Regions from separate parts of the Lactuca sativa genome. Here region 1 is linked to region 2. The links are chromatin contacts, called in public Hi-C maps. All regions are on one chromosome and are shown on one strand. The core of a region is the stretch at or near the end of the contact, and the rest is flanking DNA. Distances in the headings are between cores, read along the strand shown.

Region 1 (4,502 bases), core at 1,413-3,912, 140 kb before region 2:
TTAAATTTAATATACACCATAAAATAACAGTTTAATCATCATCAATGCAATAACCAATCAATGCCTTGTAATTTGAACAGATAAAAATGTGTTCATCCACTTGCATAGTAACATCAAATATGAAACAGTCATTTTGAAATATAATGAAAATTTCTTGTTTTGGAGGAAGTAATGGAGTGTAGCAAAGAAAACAACAGGTTATGAAAGTAGTTACATTATAAGTTATAACCTTCTTCCCTCATTGTCACTTCCAATGACCTAAGCAACCCACGAATAGTCTCCCCCAGAGGGTGAAATCTATCATCCACAGTAAAACTATGAACCTCACTCTTTACCTCAATTGCACTTTGACCATTTACCTTAGTCAACTTATTTCTTTTAATCATTGATCTAAGTTTCAATACATTATCCCAATCCTTATTGACAGCATGCATATTTGATAACAGAATCAAGTACCCAACATGACTCGAATCATAACCAAACAGTTTACTTGCTGCAATCTTTCCCAATTTTGTGTTATGATGAATCCTACATGCACCAATCAAAGCACCCCATATCTGAGGCCCAACTGCTACATGCATATCATTAATAACTTCAATCGCCTTATCAAGTTCTCCCATACGCCCAAATAAGTCAACCATTATTGCATAATGATTTAATTCAGGTGGTAGTTGATACTCATTTACCATGATATTGAAGACTTCCATACCTTCTTTAACCAACCCTGCATGGCTGCATGCAGATAAAATCGAAAGGAATGTCACGTTGTTTGGTTTGATTCTTGAAATCTTGACCATGGAATTGAATAAGTCAAGAGCTTCCCTCCCCTTCCCATGAATTCCATAACCTGCAATCATTGTGCTCCAAATCACAATATCTTTATCATCTATAGCTTTGAATACTTTAATGGCGTTATGCAAACTACCACATTTAGAGTAAGAATCAATGAGTGAAGCTCCAACAAAGGAATGATCTTCAAAGCCATGTTTGATGACATACCCATGAAGGCACATAGCTTGTTGAAGAACTCCTAATTCTGAACAAGATGTGAGGATTTTCACCATAAGAATAGCATCTGGTTGGATTTTGATAGACAACATGTTAACAAAAACCTCCATTGACTTATATGCCATTCCGTTTTGGACACATCCATTTAACAAAGCTATCCAAGAAACTACATCTTTCTTAGGCATCCTTTCAAAGAGTTCCATGGCTTCATCAGGGGAAGAGCAGAACATGTACATGTCAATTAGAGCTGTAGAGACAAACACATCTAACTCAAACCCTTTTCTTACAGCAACTTCATGGATCTTCTTGCCTTCTTCTAAGTTACACATGGCTTCACATGCTTGAAGAGCACTTATAACAGACACCAGATTGGGTTCAACCCTTTTACACATCATTTCATTGAAAAGATTTAATGCGTCATCAGCAGCTTCATTATGAGCATAACAAGAAACCATAGAAGCCCAAGAAATGGCATCTCTTTCTTCCATTTTCCTAAATAAAGTAGCTGCAGAAACTAGTGAACCAGATTTTGAGTAAACATTCAGTAAAGCATTACAAACTGAAAGAACATTTTCAAAGCCCTTCTTAATCACAAATCCATGAACACAACTTGCAGCCATAAGATCTGGTAACTGTGCATAGGCGCAAAGAACACTAACAAGTGTTACTGAGTCAGGACTTACATGCCCCTCCATTAACATTCTTGAAAAGAACTCTAGTGCTAAATATGAGTCGCTATTCTGCTGATATCCAGTAATAATGTGAGTCCACATAACAGTATCTGGATCTGGATATTCCTCGAAAACTCTTAAAGCTTCATCCAATCGTCCACTTTTTGTATACATGTCAATCAGAGCAGACCCCACAAATAAATCCGAATCCATCTCATACTTCTTTTTAACAAACCCATGAAGCATTCTTCCATACCCGAGCTCCCACAATCCAGAGCATGCCTTTAAAGCAATCGATATGGTAGCCTGGTCAGGTATTTCAACAGACAACATATCACGAAAGAGCTGAAGAGTTTCTACATATGACTTCTTCATACAGTAACATTTCAGGAGGGAATTCCATATATACACAGTTGGTTGAAGCGTTTCATCAAACAGCTTGCGTGTGGCTTCAAGCGATGAATATTTGATATAGCAGTTACTCAACTTGGCGGCAATAAAACTATCTTGAACAAACCCAGTCTTGATGGTGAGAGAATGCAATTGTATGACGGAGCTACAACTGCTACATAATCTAAAAAGATCAAGAATAAGTTCCCTCCTTTTCATTCGAAGAAATTGAAATTTCAAAAATTAGCACCTTGATTGAATACAATCGACTAGGTTTTAACTGCTTACATTAGTCGTTAAAATAGAAAAACCAATGTGCAAACCTAAATGTCCTTGAGGCTGACTGATATCTTAACACTTTTTTTCATTTCAGTTTCTATGTTTGTGTTCCGAAAAAATGAAAATCTCCCGTTTCTTAGTGCTTTCACGGTGCTATTTTGGATTCTTCGTTTGCTGTGAAGCAAAGTGATATCAATCAGAGACGGCGATTGATTCGCCGGCCAATCTTAGCTTATCTTGATGATTACTCGTTGCAGTTAGATTGTTTCATTTTTGCTTGTAAGGATTTTTTGAATCTAACCAAATGATTTTATTTTTTTGTTCATACGTCATTCAATTTGCCAAATATAATTACGTGGCTATGAATTAATTTTTTTCCACGTAATTTTAAAAGTTTTTCTATTTTAATGTAATAATTATAAAAATATAGTAATAAATAAATATCAATTTTATTAATGGACTTATCTTTTTATTTCTAAATTTCTAAATTAAAGTTCATTAATTTATTTTGTTTGTTTATTTATATTTAAAAGATAAAAAAATCAATTTTGATAATTCATTATTTGTTTTTGTTTTCTTATAAATCCAAATTTTTCTAAATATTTAGACCTTTATATTTAATTTTTTAATTAACCCATGTAATACATAGGTGTTACACCTAGTTTTGTTATAAACAAAGCTTTTTGGAGAGAAGAAAATCGGGGGTATATTTTATAATTAGTAAAATGACATAAAAAACCCTAGTTTATTAATTTTTATTAAAAAAATTGAAGACGTTTTAGTGGATTAGGTTGCAAAGATCTCGATCAAAACTGCAAAAATTTTCAAATGGGTTGACCCACCAAGTCACTATTGAAGGAGAATATGAAAAAAGTAAAAAATTATGACCCACACAGAGGCAGAAAGTTGCATTGTTACAAATTATTGTAGGCTTGTTGGTGGCTAGCTATTGTATTTATCCTCGTATTAGTGCTTATGAAGTTGTCTTAGGAAATATAATGAAAAAGTTTTGTTATAAGTGTTCGTTTTACTCACTGTGTTAACTGTTAATATAACAATAAAGCAATGTCAAGATCTTCAACACTGGGAATGTATCAAGATTAGTGATAAGTGCTCGTTTCAGATATAAAATAGTCAGATTCCTAAATGATCCTGATCTTAGCTCCAGAAACATGCAACTAGTACTGCTCTCGCTAACTAGCTTCAAATGTGTCAAGGACTCAGACGATATATGCATGCAGACTAACCGGCCAGGTGTGGTCGACTGTGACAGATGTTTGCTTCTAACTGCTTCACACCCTGTGAAAAAGCGTAATCAAGAACATTGTTTAAAATCTCGGCACTGCACACCTTAGGATGCCTGAAGGTTAATAATCTATCCAGCTTGATTGATTCATCACGATAACATAAAACCGTATTGACGAACTTATCGAAAACAGAGTTTATTGAAATCAACGAAGTTGAATTTAAGAACCGGTATCCGAGTCCACAAAAAAACCCATGTTTTTGACAAAATTGATGTTTGAACTGCTTGTTTCAAGCCAAGAGTAGAGAGCATATGGAGCTGCATGTCTTATGGTCGCCATGGGAACACGTTTGCGAGTTATATATATAAGAATTTGAAACCTAGGGATATGTACGGTTTGGTATCCTAACGAGGATCTCACGATTTTTGCTATTGGAACGTATCCTTTACTTTTCGAGTTTTCGTGAATTTACCATAGGCAGGATGATCGTATTCATTAGGACATCCGAATTCATATCCCAAATTTAAGATATGGATATGGAAATACGAAAATTTTATTAATTTTAATTAATTACAACCGATTAAACTTAATAAATATAACATAAAGTGCAATATCTCATGCAAACAATTCAAAACCTCGAACACTACATAAATTGTGATCATCCTGAATTTTAAAAGCAAATCATTCACCATTTTCAATATGCCAAACGTATTTTATGATTACATAGTAAAAATCTTTTGTATTTGTGATTCCTAGATATGTTAATGAGATTAGCTTGCTTATTCATGTCAAAAAGCATAATAAAAATAAAATTGTTAAGTATAAAATGATCTTGGGTAAGATCCCGCTTGAAAACTTTGGTAGATATTACTCTTTTTCATGGACAATTGGTCTCCTGTCTTAATAA
Region 2 (5,105 bases), core at 2,101-4,600:
ACATATAAATAACGCCGAAATCCGAGTTATAACGAAGAAGTTATGGCCCGTCGAAGTTTTACGGCAAAACCGACACGATACCGGGAAGCGTAAATAGTGAATTTACGATAGAGTGAGATTTAACCTTAGCGACCTAAACAAAAGTCGTAGAAAACGTTAAACCGAGAGCGTTCATAAAAAGAACGCCCAAATATGACTTCGTATGAGTAAATTATGATTTTTCGAAGTTTCGGCTCAACAGTGTACAGCCTGAAATTCGAATAGTAGATAGAGCGGTTTTTATGCAACACAACCTAAACGAGAATCGAAGATCTCATTAAGAGTAGCACAACGAGAAAAAGATGGGCGGAAGCGGATGTCAGATGAAGAAGTTATGAGAATTTAACGGACCAATCCTGTCCCGACATGTTAATAATGTAAAATTTAAAATAAAGTCAAAATTAGCCGACAAAGTCTAAACGAAAGTTTTAGAGTACGTTCCCGCCTTCGCGTGGATATAAAGAACATAAAAAACGGAGCTTGTACGCGAAAGTTACGAATTTTTAAAGATTTTAGTCGAATTTGCGAAGCCTGGTGAGGAGCTGGTGACGTAGCAGCACCTGGGCCACCCATCGCTGATGAAGAAAGGCGCTTCGGATCACGCCACGTAACCCTCACTATTACGCCCCGTGTCCGAGGTTGGTACGCCCAACGTACCTTCGCTTCTTATCCATCCGATGCAGGTGCGAGCTAGCTGGTGCGAGGCTAGCAAGCTTATCCGAAGCTACGCGCAGCGTAAGTCCGAAGTCCAATGCCTATAAATAGGTTGCGAAGGGTTCCGAGTTTTTCACACCAATTCTCTTTCTCTCTCTAATTTCTTTCTCTATCTAGCCTTTTTTTGAGCCCCCTAAACCCTAGGTAAAACCCCTAGCTCCCGAAGGAAGCCCTGAGGCTCCCGGAGTCCCGAGAAAAAGGGTCTTTCGGTTTCGAAAACGCTGCTCCGAGCAAAGCCCGGTTTTCTTTAGAATCCGCTGTAAGTGAGCTACGCTTACGCAATTTTTAATATAGCTTTCAAATAATTATAGTAATGTTATTAGGTCCTTAAAATAATTATTTGGGCTATTATTATTATGAGTTATATAAGTATTGTTTAATGCTTATATAATAGTAATAATAGTCAGACTATTAATTTGTCGCGGTTATCGTTAGACTAAACCCTAGTGGTATTGATACTAGGTTTTATCGAAGGAAAATTTGTTTTGAGAGTATCAAAGCACTGTCCGAGTGCTGAGTCACCACCTTTCAGGTGAGTGCATGGTCCCTTTCATCTTACACATAGATATGAAGTATTTTATATAAACTACATGCTATGTGTGCATATTATCTGAATACCTGTTGTCTATGCTAGATGAACGATTTTATACACGTTTTAAATGATTTAAAACTGTATATGTATTTTATATCTACGAAAATGTTGGGGTAAAAAATGGGTAGATGTAATAGATGAAATATAAGTTGGACGATGAGTTGAGAGGTGTTATAGACCACGAGGTGAGGGTGAGAGGTGAACGATGTGAGAAGCCTTTTCCCAAACGATGGCCCTATCATTCAGCAGAGTATGGATGACAACCACGGACTATTCTAGACAGTCCAGTGGAACACTAGTAGGCTCGCAACCTGTAAGTGTTGTGAACGATGTGTTCACTCGATGTACTCTAAACCTTGGTGATCATGCAGAGTTGGTGCCAAAACCCTGGCGACTATGCAAACTTAGTGCTTGTTGTATAAATCCTGACGACTATGCAGACTTAGTGCGTAAACCCCGGTAACGATGGACTTCGTACCGATTCCTTAGGATGATCCTTAGGAATGTATGAACGAGGAATGGTTGATTCTTAGGGTAGATCCTTAAGAGTAAAGAAGATAACGGGGATGGGTAATTGGGTTGATTGTTTGAACATAATAATTATATTATTGTGGGTTGAAAACCCTATGTACTCACCAGGTTTCCCAACCTGACCCACTCAGTTTATTTACATCACAAATGTTGATATAAAGTCACATTACACTGAGAGATTAAAAAGACGTAGATCACTATTGTAAATAAATGTAAGTTTGGTTTATGCATATGTTTCTGTATTAACGATGACATCCCAAACGTTTAAAATGAATAAAATACGTTTATTCGAAAATGTTTTGATAACGTATCTATCGTGTTTTTCTGGGAACAAATTCCGCAACATTTTTATGAAAAGAAGTACTCTGATTTTTACAAAGCATAAACAAAATCGGTATTTTCTGGCCGAGAAAATGGGGATGTCACAGATGCTCTACGTAAGGCATAGAGCTGGTATGCAAGGCGTACTCGGTCTGAATGTTGATCTTTGACTTTTTGACCATTGACTGTTGACTTTGACCAAGTTTGACTTTAGGTCATCTGGGGGAATTTGAATAGTCGATTGAGATTGGGTCCTTGTTTATTGTATAGGTGACATGTAGAGACAGTGTTTGGAGCAGTGATCAGTTCAATAATCTTTTAGATCGTGAGGTGAGTTTTCCTCACTGTACTCGTGGGTCGAAGGAACCAATTCCGGCCCACTAGGTTATGTATCCTGGTATATAGGATGATGCTATATTGGTTATATGTTAGACTGGTAGATATGTATGATAATATGTATTCACTGGTAATATGTTAGACTGGTATATCTATATGATTACATGTAATTGTTGGATTATGGTTATAGTTGTATATGTCGACATGTTATTGTGTTGTGGGGTTGAGGCGGTTCTGCTTTGTATTAAAGACCAAGATAGCTGGGCGATCCAACTGATACTGTAGGACCAAGGGATTGGTCCAACTTATGTTGTAGGCTGGGAGCGGTCCAACTGGTAGCTGAAGGCTTAGTGACGGTCCAACCTAGTATTATAGGGCTGGTTGCATGCATTATATTATGTTATTTTGTGTTGTATTTTGGGGGAACTCACTAAACTTTGACTTACAGTTTGATTTTAAGGTTTCAGGTACATCAGAAGACAGGAGCAAGTCGATGACGTTATTGTAGCATCCATAAAACTTTTGAAAAATCTAAACTTTTAAATTAAAGTAAAAAGCCACAATTGTTTACAAATAGTTTTCAAAACGAGTTCAATATCAGATAATCCCAAAATCATGAAACAAAACATGAGTAACTCATAACCTTAGAAGTCCAATCTACGTGAAAATTTGCAACCAACATTACAAAGTAGGAGGGTCGAAATATTAAATTTGCCAAATTCTAAATCAACAGCGTTCATATTGCAAAGTACGAGGGTTTGAGTTGTTAAATTTTTACCATAGCCTTTTCTTCTTTTCCTATCTGTAAAACCTTTCCTGCGTCCTGGAGAGAGAAACTACAGAATTTACGGAGAGAGAGAGAGAGAGAGAGAGAGAGAGAGAGAGAGGGGGGGGGAGGGAGAAGATGATACACACAGACAATCACGTATACGTACACAAGTAAAACGTAAGCTCCGCCATTAATTAGACGAACCGAAGCTCGGGACGCTATAATATATTATTTCCACACAAATAATCGTAACCCTAATAAGGGAAATCGTTAGACTGAGGTTAGTTTCTTATGTTCTTATAAAATCTTGTTGTATTTGTACAATTGTTAGGGCATATCATATATGATTGTTGATTGATTTGGAACTCTATGCGATCTATTGATTTGATCCTATTGATGAAATTGCTGCATAAGATACTATGTAGTTCATTTTGTATTGTCTGTATAGGATCACTCAGCATCTCCTAGACTGCAAAAATTGAATGTAGATTGTGCTAAGAGTTATATTTTAGATAGATGATGTCTATAGAGTGTTGCGGCACAGCAGTTGGGGGTCAATTTCCTCGAGAACCAGTCTACAGTTTCCAATTTCATGTTTAACGTTGGGGAAATAAACTTGTAGATAGTGAAGAAGAAACTGAAAGTTCTCATATTCGGTTCATGTTCATTTTTCCATTAAGAGTGTTGTTCTATCTATCATCCTCCCTCTACGCATTTAATTACCATTTTTTGTATTCTGAATGTATGTTCCAGCCATCATTGATGGGTAATAATTGCTGCTATAGCTAACAATAGATGCTTCTAGGGATTTGGAGAACTTTTGCTAGTCTCAATTCTTAATATTAATAGTATCTGATGACTGATGCAGTCTTTCAGAAGAAGCAAATAACATTGTTATTTTGAATTTTATCTTTTCTGAGCATATCAATTAAAGTAAAACATAAAGGTAAAGGTTTTAATGCCACTTACAGGAGACATCCTTTCTGAGAATATTTCAGGTTGATCCAGTGGGTTCATTGGCTCCACTAGTAACTGTTACATCTTCTCAACCATAAAATAACCAATCAGAAGCACTCAATGGAGCTTAAAGTTCCAGCCCATGAACCAGGTCGCTCACCTTCTGTATCCGAAAGCAATCCTAATGAGAAAGAAATCAGTGATGATGATGATGATGATCGCAACCATAAGCATCGTAGAAGAGATGATGCAAGGTCTCAGTCACTGGAAAGAGATTCCATGGAACAAGTATTTACTAATAAGCCATACAGAAGAGGAAACAAACCTTTTGAAAATGGGCATATTTACAGGGAACAAGGTTCCCATTCCAATGACACATGGAAAAATTACAATTTCAACCCTATGGACAAAAGACGACAAGGACCTTTGGATTTGAACCAAAGAATTAGGGATCCTGGCCCAATGAGGGGTAGAGGAAACTGGAATCAACATGATCCAAGATTCAACTCTGTTGATATTGCTTCTAGAATAGCTCAACAAGGATCTGTACCCCCTGGTATGTTTGGTGGAAGGGGTTTACCAAGTGTTTCAAATGCATATGGTCCATCTTGGAGTGCATTTGGTTTGGTTCCAGGTATACCAAATGGTGGTATTGATACACTACATACCCTTGGTTTACAAGGAACATATAGAGCCATTAATCCCTCCATGAACATGGGAATGGGACTGCCACGTCAGCGTTGTAGAGACTTTGAAGAACAGGGTTTTTGCCTAAGAGGTGATATGTGCCCAATGGAACATGGTGTCAATCGTATTGTTGTTGAAGACGTTCAGGTATGATACTAT

Evidence for each region. A called contact is a pair of places that touch in the nucleus more often than the background predicts.
Region 1: a contact with region 2 is called in a Hi-C map of leaf, with 5 times the contacts expected there. The contact joins the promoter of LOC111876404 here to the promoter of LOC111876410 in region 2. A contact is called at or near these places in 2 of 4 Hi-C or Micro-C datasets (leaf and seed).

Annotation. Positions count from the first base shown.
Region 1 is chr2:186,343,919-186,348,420 of Lsat_Salinas_v11, reverse strand. It overlaps LOC111876404 (putative pentatricopeptide repeat-containing protein At3g01580), which reads right to left and starts at 2,662. Exons shown (of 1, transcript XM_023872923.2): 1 at 132-2,662. The coding sequence starts at 2,288. The coding sequence ends at 216.
Region 2 is chr2:186,200,338-186,205,442 of Lsat_Salinas_v11, reverse strand. LOC111876410 (zinc finger CCCH domain-containing protein 41) reads left to right here and starts at 3,350. Exons shown (of 6, transcript XM_023872931.3): 1 at 3,350-3,582; 2 at 4,274-5,093. The coding sequence starts at 4,380.